Regions from separate parts of the Cricetulus griseus genome. Here region 1 is linked to region 2. A link is a contact called in public Micro-C data. All regions are on one chromosome and are shown on one strand. Each heading gives the region's core, a stretch centred on a gene start, on an enhancer-like site or on the middle of the called end of the contact. The rest is flanking DNA. Distances are from core to core; before and after follow the strand shown. Region 1 holds the start of Igf1r (insulin-like growth factor 1 receptor). Region 2 overlaps Igf1r (insulin-like growth factor 1 receptor).

Evidence for each region. Hi-C and Micro-C count contacts between places; a contact is called where the count stands out from the background.
Region 1: a contact with region 2 is called in a Micro-C map of the CHO-K1 cell line, with 4 times the contacts expected there. The contact joins the promoter of Igf1r here to the enhancer-like site in region 2. A contact is called at or near these places in 6 of 8 Hi-C or Micro-C datasets (the CHK-Q cell line, the CHL-YN cell line, the CHO-K1 cell line and 2 more).

The regions. Positions count from the first base shown.
Region 1 is chr3:129,269,638-129,275,887 of CriGri-PICRH-1.0, forward strand. Igf1r (insulin-like growth factor 1 receptor) reads right to left here and starts at 3,165. Exons shown (of 21, transcript XM_027408129.2): 1 at 2,601-3,165. The coding sequence starts at 2,694.
Region 2 is chr3:129,084,551-129,091,140 of CriGri-PICRH-1.0, forward strand. The region is part of intron 2 of Igf1r (insulin-like growth factor 1 receptor); the gene reads right to left. Among named protein-coding and RNA genes, the nearest start is that of Pgpep1l, 120 kb to the left of the region's middle. Within about 2 kb of position 4,026, at least 6 of the 6 cell types and tissues checked have open chromatin away from gene starts, as enhancers often do. A contact at or near this core is called in the CHO-K1 cell line and fibroblasts, where this site is marked.

The DNA of each region.
Region 1 (6,250 bases), core at 1,915-4,414, 180 kb after region 2:
ACAGAACAGTCCTAGATTATCTGGCTGCCACTCATAACTCCTAAACTCCCTTGTTTAGAAGCTCTGCTCAGCCTCCAGCTATAAAGCAAACATGTCTGCAAAGCTGTCTTTTCGTCAAGAAACTTCCAAGAGTCCAAGGTTAAAGATGGAAACACCACACTGCTGCCACACTCCAAAGAATCACCAATCCCTAAGCCAGCAAGTGAACCGGCATGGCCCAAAGACCGCCTCTGCTGGGACCCAGACTTACGCCTGAATTCAGTGGGCTAGCACCTTTGAGAATAAAACTCGATGACTGTTCCTGTGTTTCATGTAAACCTTCAACTGTAAACAGGGAAGGGCAGACACCCACTTGAGTCAGGACTTCAGCAGGCCCTAACAAGGATTCTGGGTGCTTTCTAGCCATCCATCACATTTCAGGAAGCCTGAGGAAGAGCTTGGCCAATTATCACTGGATGATAAACAACACACATTAAAACACCCTTCTCCTGCCACCCTTGTTCTGGACAAAGCATATTGTTCATGAAGACCCAGCCACAACCTGTTTCAGATGCCTACATGCTGCCCCAAGATGCAAGGCCATCGCTGCTACTTTGCATTTCGTAACTTCTATTAAATAACAAAAGTAGAGAAAGTGCATAGTTCAATAGGATGCCATAGTAAAATGGACTCCTTCCTAGTGCCTTCTAAACCATATTTAGTCCTTAAAGGCTAAAAATCCTCCCTGCCCCCAAACACCATCTAAACGCCTGGGTAGAAGTGAGCCAGAAACCTTTCGCCCAATCCAGTAAGTTCAAAGTTTGGAAAACAAAGGACAGGAGAGCCCAGATCTGTGTGTCGGCCCAGTCTGCGCCTTACTCTAGGCAGTAAACAGCTATAGTTCTATAAAGATCTGCTCGTACTCCATCGCAGACATTTCTTAAAAGAAGTTCAAGGGTTTGTTTATAGAAACAGCCTTTGTTAACTACCCCAGTGGTGGGGCCGCACGCCGTGCGCAGCCTCCATCATCTCCCCCTCGCTAACTCAAGACTCCGTCATGATTTTTCGAAGTTAATAGGCACCACCTGCATACATTCTGTAACCATTACTCATCAGCACGCCCTCACCTCCCCAGCCCCAGCTCGGAGACTGCATTTAAACTTTTAATTGTGTTCAAATTACTCTATCATCTCAAAACTACCAGTATGCCACACTGTTTTTCTCGAGAACAAACCCCCTCCAAACCACCTCCCTCCTCCTGACACTGTGGAGAGTGCTCACTCCCAGACACACACACACACACACACACACACACACACACACACACACACACACACACACACACACTCACTCCTACCCAACACCACCAAAACAAAAGCTATCAGATTGCAAGCGATAGCGAGCGTGGAGCGATACTGCTTATTAAGTATGTACAAAGGAAGTGCGGGGGGCGGGGGGGGGGGGCAGTGCAACACAACTCTGGCCACAACAAAACCAAGGCCAGAGCTCCGCGCTTGCAAAACAAAACAACCACTCCTCCACTACCACACTGACGCTGCCCAAACCAACGCACACGACACCTCTCCCCCGGGCTAGGAGTCCAGGTGTCCCCTCGGGTCGTGTGGCTGTGGATGCCCCTAAACCCGCGCTGAGAACACACGTGTGTGGAAAAGCACATCGGCTCTGCTCATGGGTTGATGTCCCGACCACGTTTTACTTAGACGCTTTTAGGAAGAAGGGGTGTCCAGGGCTGGGTAGAAACTTACAGACTGCCCAAGGACCCTCAAAGTTGGGGATCCAAGCCTCGCACCCCCGAAGGAGTCTGAAGAAGGTCCCAAGCTCACGCTTCCCTAGGGAAAGCCGGGGAATAAACCCTGAACCCCAGAGCCACACCGATGAGTCCCGAGTCACGAAGCCGTGGGGGACGAGGGGACTAGACGCCCATCGTATCATGTGAGATGATGCTAAAGGCCAAAAACCCTAGGGACCTTATGGGCCAAACAAGTTGGACGACAGGAGGCCATGCCGTGATGTTTGGAAACGTTTCCTGGGGCCGCGAGGCCTCCCCACCCCGCACCTCCCCCTCAAGGACAACTTGCACCCCGCAGGGCAGGAGGCTCCCGCTCGCCGCCACGGCGCACTCAGTCTACCCCATGAGCCACCGGTGAAGCCTCCAAAGGTGCTGTCACCGTGGTGCGCTGCGCGGGATGGGCGCTGGGTGTGGAGATGCCCGCGCGCAGGGGTGAGGAGAGACGAGGGTGGCAGGGACCCTGAACCCACCCAGACACCAACTTCCCCACCAAGTGCCCACGCGCGGGAGTGTCCCTGAAGAGCCGTGGAGCAAGTGCTGCCCACCCACCAGGCCGCGCGCGGGACAGCGCTCCCGGGACAGTGAAAGAGAAAGCCCTGAGGCCCTTCCTGAGCACGGATGCGCTGAGCCAGAGTCCGTGGGGGTCCCGAGCCTTAAGCTCCCCTCCTGCCTTCAGTGAGAGCCCCACCCTCCGCTCTCGAGCTCGGGAGTCCGACAGCTGCGCCCGTGGCAACTGGGTTTTCCCAAACAGGGCGCAGCCCCTCGGAGGAAAAGTTCCCGCAGTGGCCGCGGGCGGCGGGCAAATACTCACTTTCTCCACTCGTCGGCCACAGCGAGAGCGCGGCAGAGAGAAACACGAGCCCCCACAGTGAGGTCGGGGACCCTCCTCCGGAGCCAGACTTCATTCCTTTTATTTGGGACGCAATTCCCTTCTCTCAAAAGAAAAAGAAAAAGAAAAAAGAAAAGAAAAGTCTCCAACTCAGTCCTCACTCTCCTTCAAAAACAAGAGCGCAGGCGACGATTCTCGGAAGGCGGCGTGGACGGGGAGGGTGGCGCGGGGCGGCCCCTTCAGCGCCGGCAGCAGCGGCCCACGGCGCGGCGGAGTCGGGAAGCCGGGGCGCGCCGGGGCGGGCTGTCGGCGTCGTCGGCCTCCATTTGCAAACCCAGAGATGCAGAAGAGGGGGAAAAACTGTACGGAGAGAGGAGCAAAGCCCAAATCGCCACAGGCGAGGACAAACGTCCCCAGATGCCCGGAGGGAGCAACCGGCCAAGCCTCCGCGGCGGGAGAGCGCGACGCAGTTGGCGAGACTGGTCCGAAGTCCCGGGCGCGGGCGAGGTCGGCGAGGGGCAGATATGCGGAGTGGAAATGAATGAGCGGCTCCCCCTCCTCGGGCTCCTCCTCCTCCTCTGGGCTCCGCTCGCCGCCGCCTCCTCCTCCTCCCTCAGCGCCGCCGCCGCCGCGAGCTCCTTCCCAAATCCAGGACACACACACACAAAGCGGCGGCCGTGCAGCGCTCTGAGCTCCCGCCGCCCCACGTCGGCCCCCGCCCGCCGCCGACTCCGTGCGCGGGGGCTCCGGCTCGCTGAAGGTCAAAGCCGAGCGCGCCGCGCGCCGTGGAGCTCTCGCAGGCGCGGGAGAGGCGTGGAGGGTCCGAGGAGAGGGGCCGAGGGGCTGCGAGCACCAAGCGCGCCGGGACAGGCTCGCTGGCGGCTTCCCTGTCGCTGGCCTCTCTCGAGTTCGCCCGGTGCGCTCCCTCCTCCTCGGTTCCCCCCTCCCCCGCTTTTTTTTTTTTTTCCGCTCAGCGGAGTTAATGCTGGTAAACAAGAACCTCAGCCTCACCGCGCCGCCGCCGCCACACACTGGGGGCTCTACGCGCGCGCTCTCGGGGCCGCGCACACGTGCCCGCGCGCACACTCCAAGCGTCCACAGCCGCAGTCCCGGCGCGCCGAGGGCCGGGCCCCGACTCGGCAGGCGCCAAGAGCCGGAGTTCGGGATCGCAGGGACGTGCGGAGCGGAGCGCGGGCGTGGGGAGCCGGGCTAGGGAGGCACCGCCCCCCGCGCCTCCACCCGCGCTGGCCCCCGCGCGCACACAGAGCCACGCGCGCGCCCACGCTTCCGCCCCCACCCGCACTGCGCCGGCCAGCCCTGTACGCACCCACCCCTCCCGCAGGACTCCAAAAAACAATGCCCCGGGCGCCGGTGGGACTCGGTGGCCCGGGAGGTGGCAGGGCGGGCGGACGAGCAGGCGGGCTGCGGGCGCGGTGGGCGGGGAGTGCGGCCCCGAGCTTCATTGAAAACAACAACAGCGCGGCTGGAGAGCGCGCTGGCCCGCTCTGTGAAAAAGCTTCATTGTTTCTTGCAGCTGTTGCAAAATAAATAAATAAGTGCATGCATGCAGCATTTTTTCGCAGCGTGGTGGAAAGCCCAGACGCGGCGGGAGGGGCACACCTGGGGAAAGGGGACCCCCGAAGATTGCTAAGCAGGGCACTTTCCACGCCAGGCTCGGGCGCCCGTGGCGGCGCTCCCCAGGTGTTCCGGTGCTCGCGCGCAATCGGGAAGCGGACAGGGTGCGGTCCGCGTGGCTCTACTGGGAGGAAGGCGATCCCACCGCGGGCCCCCGAGTCCTGGAAAGGGGACCCAGACCGGCGGCCCCTCGTGCCCAGGGCGCGTCTAGGCGATGGCCGCCAGAGGGCGCGGCAGCCGCCCGGGAGGGCTGGCTCGGGGAATGTCGCCTCCCTCCCTCCAGGGGAGGAAATGTGGGGGCCCCGATTCGGGGACCGACTCGGCTGGGTCTTGCTGGCCGGGCCTCCCATCCCCATGTCACTCCCGCCCTGAGGGCGCTCCACCGCATCGCGCTGTTCCGGGCTCCACCACGTGGGCAGCTGCAGAGAGGGACCGCAGCGCGCGCCGGGCTGCGGGAACCCGGAGCTGGGGGGCGTGTCCGAAGGTTTCCCAAGGAAGGAATTGCGGGCGGGTACCCCGACCCGGACGCATTCTCTGGCTCGGTTCCCAACTTAGGAACGTGTGGCATTCACCCGGGTTCGATGGCCACTGCAGAAACCCACCCGCACCTGCCTCAAGTTCCCCTCTCCTCCGTGTCCCTCTAGCTTCTTTTGATCTGTAAGTGACTAGAAACTAGCACCAGCCCAAGTCTCCTCGGTGCTTTCCTCAAATGTGCCAGAGGAGAGGTTTCCCCAAGACGAGGCTTCCCCGGGTCTGCCATCTAACGAACAAACACTGCGGAGGCCAGGTCCTCAAAGGGGGAGAAGCCAGCAATGGTTGGAGAGAAGAGTTTGAAATACGTGGACTTTTAAAAATAGTGATTGAATCACGTGTCGCCCTTATGCGGTCGGGCTTCATGACTCAGGCTAATTGATATCCACGATAAATAAAAAGATGGCTCATAAGAGTTGTGAATGTCTGGATCAAATAGAAGTGTTTTTCTCGTAAACAGTTGGACTGTCTGGTTGGTGGAGAGGACCGGTTCTGTAGCAAAGAAAGGTTTCTTTCATTACTCGAATAGTAAAAGATCTCGGCATTACACTTATGCATCCCATCTTTCATAGGGGATTTTTTATTAAATTTAGAGCTTGAAAACAAATCAAAAGCTACCGTAAAGAGAACTAAGCCCATGTTTTTCTGTATCGTCTGAATCAGTTTTTCCCTTGGAAATTGTGAGCTATATTCAGTGAATTGGCTGTATAGAAAGGACATTTAAAAAGGAAAGAAATAAAATTATACATGTAGGGCTGCTTTGTTTAGCTGAAACTTGCCTTAGTTTTTAAATATATTGTTCCAGTTTTAGATGTCCCTGAACGTTAAGCAATAAATATATTAGAACTTTAATTTACCATGCATCAATTTAAAATATAAATTCAGTCTTCTAATTTTAAAGTATTTCTGCAGAGCATTCCCTTGCATCGAATGGAGTCTTGATACTTCCAGACTGGTACTCTCAGCATATAATTCAATTGCAAAGGAATAACATTTGATTTCAGAATGTTTTGAGGCATATTTGTAGATTAAGACAGTTTAGCAGTGATTCCTAGGTTTGTGAAACACAAAACCTTTAAATGCAATATGTTTTTAATATTAGTTATGAAAATGTTTGCATATTTGTCCCTGTAAACATAAGTATATAGAACAAAAAAAATAACAATTATTTGTAGGGGAAGCCTTTAGTTGTTGTTTTTCTTTTTTTTAACCAAAAGTAATACTTGACTTGTGAATTTTTAAATGTTTTCCATATTGGAAGTCAATAAGATGACTATTTTTAGACAGAGAAGTTGAGTGCTTAATATTTAGAAGATGAAATCAATCTGACCTTGCTTTTAGGCTCTACCTTAACATTGAAAAAGATGTTGGTTTTCACTTTCTTCAGTGATTACCTTCTGACTACCCAAACAAACTTAATTCTCTCCAACCGTGGAAATAAAGTACTGTTTGCTTTATACCTCCAG
Region 2 (6,590 bases), core at 2,776-5,275:
GCTTTTTATTTGGAAAGCAACCCACCCTTTATTTTCAATTGCAATCTTAGAGTTAACACAGCAGATTGACTCAGACAAGTGTGTATGCTACAGTTTAGTATGTTCCATGCTCAGCAATGGCTCCTTCCAAGTGGCATTAGTGTTATCAACATAATAGCACAGACAGAGCTAATGCTAACACAGTTAGAAAACAAAAAAACACAAAAAAAACCCCAAACCAAACAGGCCCAGATCTATCCATTTTACATATACTATTTCACCTACCCCTCACTTGTATATTGTCTTTATAATGAGGAAGAAGAAACCAAGGTTTGGGTGGAATTAAGTGACTTGTCTAGAACATAGAGCTATACATGTATAAATGGGAAAGCAACAACAATGACGACAACAAACCAAGCTGGTTAGATTACCTGGTTGTAAGATAGCTGCTTGGGTCAGGAAAGTTACCAGGTCCTCATTCAACGAAGGGCATGATTTGTAGGCATCCTACAAATCATTGCTGAGTAAGGGTCAAGAGTCCTATAGGCTTGGTGCCACCCAGTATGCAAGGTCCATTCTAGGGTGATGGGACTGAGCAGGGTTCAGAAAAACCCACCGATTCTAACAGTGGCAGTGGTAACCACTGGACCCTGTCCATTATCCATTATTCTGTGGCCATATTCTGCAGCCATCACAAGCCCTCCATAGGGTCTGGCCTGCTTCTGCAAAATGACCAGCTAACTGCATGGACTTGAGAAGACCCAGAGGCATTACCATTCAGTGTCAATCATAGAACTTCAACCCAATAACCTTGCAATTAAAAAGAAAACAAACAAACAAACAAAACCCACCCGACTCTGCCCTCAGGTGGCTCACACTTTCCTCTATGACCCAATTCCCACAGGTTAGGGTTTCTAGAACCTTGACCACAGCTTTCACAAAATCACTATTCAAGAAACACTAACTCTTAAACTAAATTTAAATTTCTGATTATATTTATCAAAGGCTTGCCAAAGAGGGAGTGTAAAAAGGATGCCTTATCCATACAGGGAAAGGGTAAAGGAGCAGTAATCAGGCCCCCATTTACATAATTCTCAGTCATTCTCTTGGCAGACCTATACAGCTACTAACATCTCCATCTATGGATGATAAAAAGACAACACTTACAATAACTCTTCCCCCTTCCAGAGTGCCTGCTAGGTATAAACTTGAAGCCAGGCACAGTTAATCCTTACAACTCCCCAAGGAAGAGGTATTATCACTTTTGCTCCAGATTAAGAAAGAAAGGCTCTCAGGTCAAGCCCAAGTCCCAGGCACGAAAGCTATACTGAGAGGGAATGGAGAATGACAGACTGTGTGCCTGGGGCACACAGAAAACTACTACCAACTGTGGGAAAAGTCAGTCAACCATGGGATTATAGGACACATTATAAGAGGTTATCACTGTTCCATAAGCAGTGACAGGACTGGTAAGACCAAAGGTACTACTGGGACAGAACTCGGAGGGGTTAGCTGAAGATTGTTCTAGTAAATGGGTCACCCTGGCATCTGGGAGGCCATTCCAGAACTGGAGAGGAACCACAGACCCTCATCACAGGAAGCAGGAAGTTCACATGCATGGTATGTACATATGTGTTCTGGTGGGGTAGGAGACACAGGCAAAGTCGGGGTGAAATCAGGTCAAGAGAGCTCAGAGCTCAGAGCCAGGCCAGGGCCACTGTTTTGCCAGGCTTATGAAAGCCTGGAGATTAAGTCAAGATCTCACTCAACACCTGAAGACACTTCGGAGAAGAGCAGCTGACCTCATCACCCCTCTTCCCCCATCCCTGCATCCTCATCTGAAGAATCCACTAGGCACCCTGGCATTCTCTTACAAGAAAACACTATGGTTATTATTCAAACGTGACTTCCTGGTTCTTGGAAGATGTTGACATGGAAAAATTCAACAGCCTGATTTAGCCAGAAAGGAATAGGCAACACAAATACCCAGGAAAAGATGAGTTCGCTATGCCCGAGTAAGTAGGAGGGTTTGGTGAAGGAAGGGTCAGGGAACAAAGAAGGGGCAAGATCACTTGTCAGACAAGGTTCCAGGCTCAGGCACCTCTGCAATAGACCCAGGCATAATAAAAGTCACTAAGCCCTCACAGCCATGCTTAGAAATCACTGCTTTCCTTTCAGGCAGAGGACAGGGAGGCTAACAGAGGTGGCCTGGATTAGACAGCTAATAAGGGACAGGAGCTAGCGCACACATCATCACAACATACTTCATTATGGTGTCTTTCTCCCTTCAATCCCTTGTCCAGTTTGTAACTTCATAAGGTGGGGTAATGATGCCAGGAACTTTGTAGCCCTTAGGCAGAACTCTGCCCCACCTCTGGTCTTCTTAACTTGCTCTTACTACATGCTACACAGCCACATCTCCTTTCAAATCCTGACACACAACTCAATACACTTTACCCATAATGGCATGTTACATATTAATTTGATCATTTGGGGAAAGACGGCTGGAGGGGGAAAGTAAGCAAATGGATAGATAAGTGGGAGAGAAAACGAGCCAACCAACTGAGATCCAAATCAGGCTTTCCTAACTTGAAACTGTAGTGTTCCAGTCCTGCACAGGCAGGCCATGGAAGCTACTCTTGGGGATCCAACCCTGGCCAGCACAAGCAAGGCCCACATTCATTCCAGCAGCTACCTTCCCCATCCCATCCCGCCCCCCCTTCTGCCTCCATCATGGTCTTCAAGGGTCCCACTGAAACAACTTTGTAGACTGTAGGACTAGAGGAGCCAAGGTCCGGGGCCTCCTCTGCTGAGGTTCTGGTTATGTGTCTCTACAATTCCTACAACCCCAAACCTTGTAAAGCATTGTCCTTAAGGTCCTCTGGCCTCTCACCAGAACCTCCAAACCACGTTTTTCAGGTTGACAAAGCTTCCTGCTAAATATCTGCAACAAATTTCCATACATTTGTTTTCCAGGGGAAAAAAAGAAAGGGGGAAAAAACTAAGCAAGATTGGATGTCATTTGGAATAGTAGCTTCTAGAAAAGAGCGTTTTTTAACGGGATGCTACGTGCTGTGTTTTGCCATCTTGCCTGCTCTTCCTGCTCGGAGCCAGTGTAACAGAAACCTTGAGCACTGGAGCTGTTCCGCGTCACGCAAACTCCACTCCACATCTTCCAGGCAACCCTGTCGCAAATAATTCATGTCCACTACGCCCCAACCACACAGAATACAACTACATTGTGCTGCTAGAAATGGGAAACCTGATTCAGATCACAGAAGGTAGAAAAACATTTAGTTCAACACAATACTGCCTTTATGAAAAGGAGCGGAGCGTGTGGTGGGGAGGGTGGGGATGTTAAATCCCAAACCTTTAAGCGGGCATAGATTTTAAGACGAATTTTGGAAGAAAATGCAGAATCAAAATAACATTCATTGTGACTCAGACCAGCAATAACAACAACAAAAAGCCCAGCCAGTCCTATAGCTGTGTCTGTTTGGGCTGCGTGGTGCTCCTAATGGACAGCCAGCCAGCTAGTCCTCCTGGGAAATGGTGAAGCTGCTACAGCCTGACTTGCCTCGCCTGCAACAGTAAACGGAAAACAAGCCTGCATGAATCTAGCAGCTTCCTTGAGTCTATGCCTAGCATCAGGAAGAAAAGGAGAAAGCGTGAAAGAGCATCTGGAGGCAAGGGGAATGGAGTACAGGGTCCCAGGGAAACAGCACCGCCCTGAAGGATTTTTGTAAACAGCAGCCTGTAATGGCCACGGCTAGAGAAAGAAAAACAGACATGGAGGGAAACGTGTTTACAACTGCAGCAGGGGCGGGAGGTAGAGGGAGGGATTCCCCGGCTCTGCGCTCGGCCCTCACGCCAGTGGGGCCCCGGGGGTGGGCTGGGCTTGTATTCCCCACCCCAATCCCCCTCTTTCTTGGGGGGCCCATCTTGTTTATGAGGAGGTTACTCCTCCTTGGCTCTGGTGATCGCGTCCCTAATACTCCTGCTGCATCCTTGCGGGATGCCCACTTGACTGACACGTCCCCCAGCCAATCACTACCCAGGCCATTTGGAAAGGTGGAATTTCCCAACGAACCGATTGGCTGATAGGGAGGGCGGGCCCTGGTGATTGGCGTGTTATTCCGAGTAGAAAGTAGTAAACAACCTTGGTCCAGGGGCGGTGGGGAGGCCGCGCTGTGCCAGCTCCCTCTGGCAGGCAGGGCGGGGTGGGGAAGCACCCGAGACAAAAGGAACCTCCGCTGCCGCAGCAGGGAGGGAGGGAAGGGGTTGCCCCCAAAACTCAGCACCGGAGGCGTCATTTGGAGCCCCCGCGCCAGAACTGCTGACTTCCAGTGCCACATCATTTTTGTACTGTGAAGGACCGCAAAGGTTTTGCTTCCACCGTCTGCTCATCTTCATTTTAGGGCTGAAAAACTCTCCAAAGGGAATGATAACCGATTTTGGTCGCTTCTGCCCAGAAGCCACCTCCTTGTCGTGGAATGAATTTTTAGATTTATCTTTTCTGAAAGTTGCTTTAAATCACACACGAAAATCGTTGCAGTACACAATACGCCATTAATGATACGCTGGTGCGCCAGATGCCCTACTACGTCTTTTGATAACAAGTTTTAAGAGCTCTGGGCATATTCGGAGCAGCTGGGATCGAGAACATACACAAAAAGAAACAAGACATGATGGTATTGAGGCCACTTGACAAGAAATGAGAGGTTAACTTGCCTTTTCCATAGTATTTCTAGCAGTTTGGCTCCATCTCCCTTTCCCTCATTCCTGCCTCATCATCCTTACAGGACCCCAGCTGAAGGAAACCATCGGCTCCTAGTATGGGGGCTATGGGGACGTTGTTCACCCTGGTGCATGATCATCCCCAGAAGTCTACCTAAGTCGCCATCCAGAGCAAGCCCTCTCTACAGAGAACGGAACCAGGAGGCCAGACAAGAGGGCTCTCCATTTTAATACTTGCTCCATGATTCTACACTCTGCAGAGGCCATGTTGTCAGTTGTCCACACTCAAGACATCAATTAAGGGTATCTTGTAGGAGGTGACTTGATGCAAACAGGTCACCTGGCACTCTCCTTTGCTGCCCTAGTTGGTGATCTCTCTCAGCCTCGGCTATCTCCTATGGAGCCTGTCACAAGCAGCCCCAGCAAATACTCAACCGGAGTCACCTCTGCTGTACAAAGTCTCCAATGCCAGAGACATGGATTTAGATTTTCCTTGGTCCTGGCAGCCTGGCTTCAGACCCCAAACCAGTAGCTTCTTTCTTTGCAGGCATCTTCCCTCCAGACACTTTGTTCTATTCCCAGGTCCCTGCCCAGACCACACACATCCTTTTACTCAAGATTGGTTTTTATGCTTTCTAGACTTTACCCCTGCCTGCCCAGGAGAGGCCACTGTTCTCCACCGTTCTCCCTGGTCCACTCACCCCACTTCTTGCAGAAGACTGAAATTTGTTTCCATTAACACTAAGTCCCTGATAGGGCTTTTAATGCTGTTTTTTTAAGACTCTGCTTGAGGTCTGCCTACCTCATTAAGACCCTGAACTTACTGAGGGCTGGGATGGTGTTAACTTCTGATTTGGGTCTCAAGTGGAGATGGGCTCAAAATAAAGTGCCCACTGAAAACTTGCCAAACACTTGCAGGACTTCTTCCTAGCATCGCAAGTACCCCTGCCACTGTACGTCTCTCAGCGGTTCCTTACACACATGTAATTACTGTGTGTTCTCTGCCAGGTCAGCAATTTTTTGTATTCTCTACTTGGCATATTTCCACTCTGCCTAAAATCACTTCCTCTCTTGGCATACCTTTCACAAGCTCCAACCAACTATGTTGTGTACAAAGAGCAGTGCCAAGGTAGGTCTCTTTCCATTCTCACTTCTCTGGCCAGAATCTGCTAGTGTGGTTTGTTGGGAAAGTCAAGAGGTGAAAAGCAAAATTTCATGGTCACCCAAGTATCTACAGAGTCAACAAAATACCATCCCTGAGGGTGGAGCATCCCCATACTCTTGAGTTTGTATCTGTGAGGGGCCTTTGCCTGCTTTCCAATCTGAAGGCTTCCTCTGTGTCCCAGGCTTTTACTTACCCTTTCCATCTCAACTCAAACATCTCCACGTCCATGTGCTGACAACTACGCACATCACCATTTTACTTTCATCTCAACACTGAACTATCTCCTTTTCTATCTGACCATCCATTGACTTACTCACAGTCTATTGTGTCCCCCAGGTAGCAATATCTAGAGTCTCAAGAATTGTGGGGCTCCACAGCCCCTGCTTATACCCTAATAATAATATAATACACCCTAATTATAGTAACACACCAATAATATGACACTTGTCAGTATCCCTCCATTCCAAGCCTTTATTATGGTGGAAAAGGGTAAACTGTTATAAAGTTGATACTGGCAACAACAGAAGCTAGCTTTGCTTTAAGACTATAGATGCTTGTTTGTTAGTGGAATTTGTTTTGGTATAGGTAATATCACTGTGTTGTTTAAAACCAAAACAAGCCAAATATTTGAAACACACAGTGTATTATCTACTCCCCACAGTGCTGGGACAAATAACCAATGAAAGCAACCTGAAGATGGGTGGGTGTA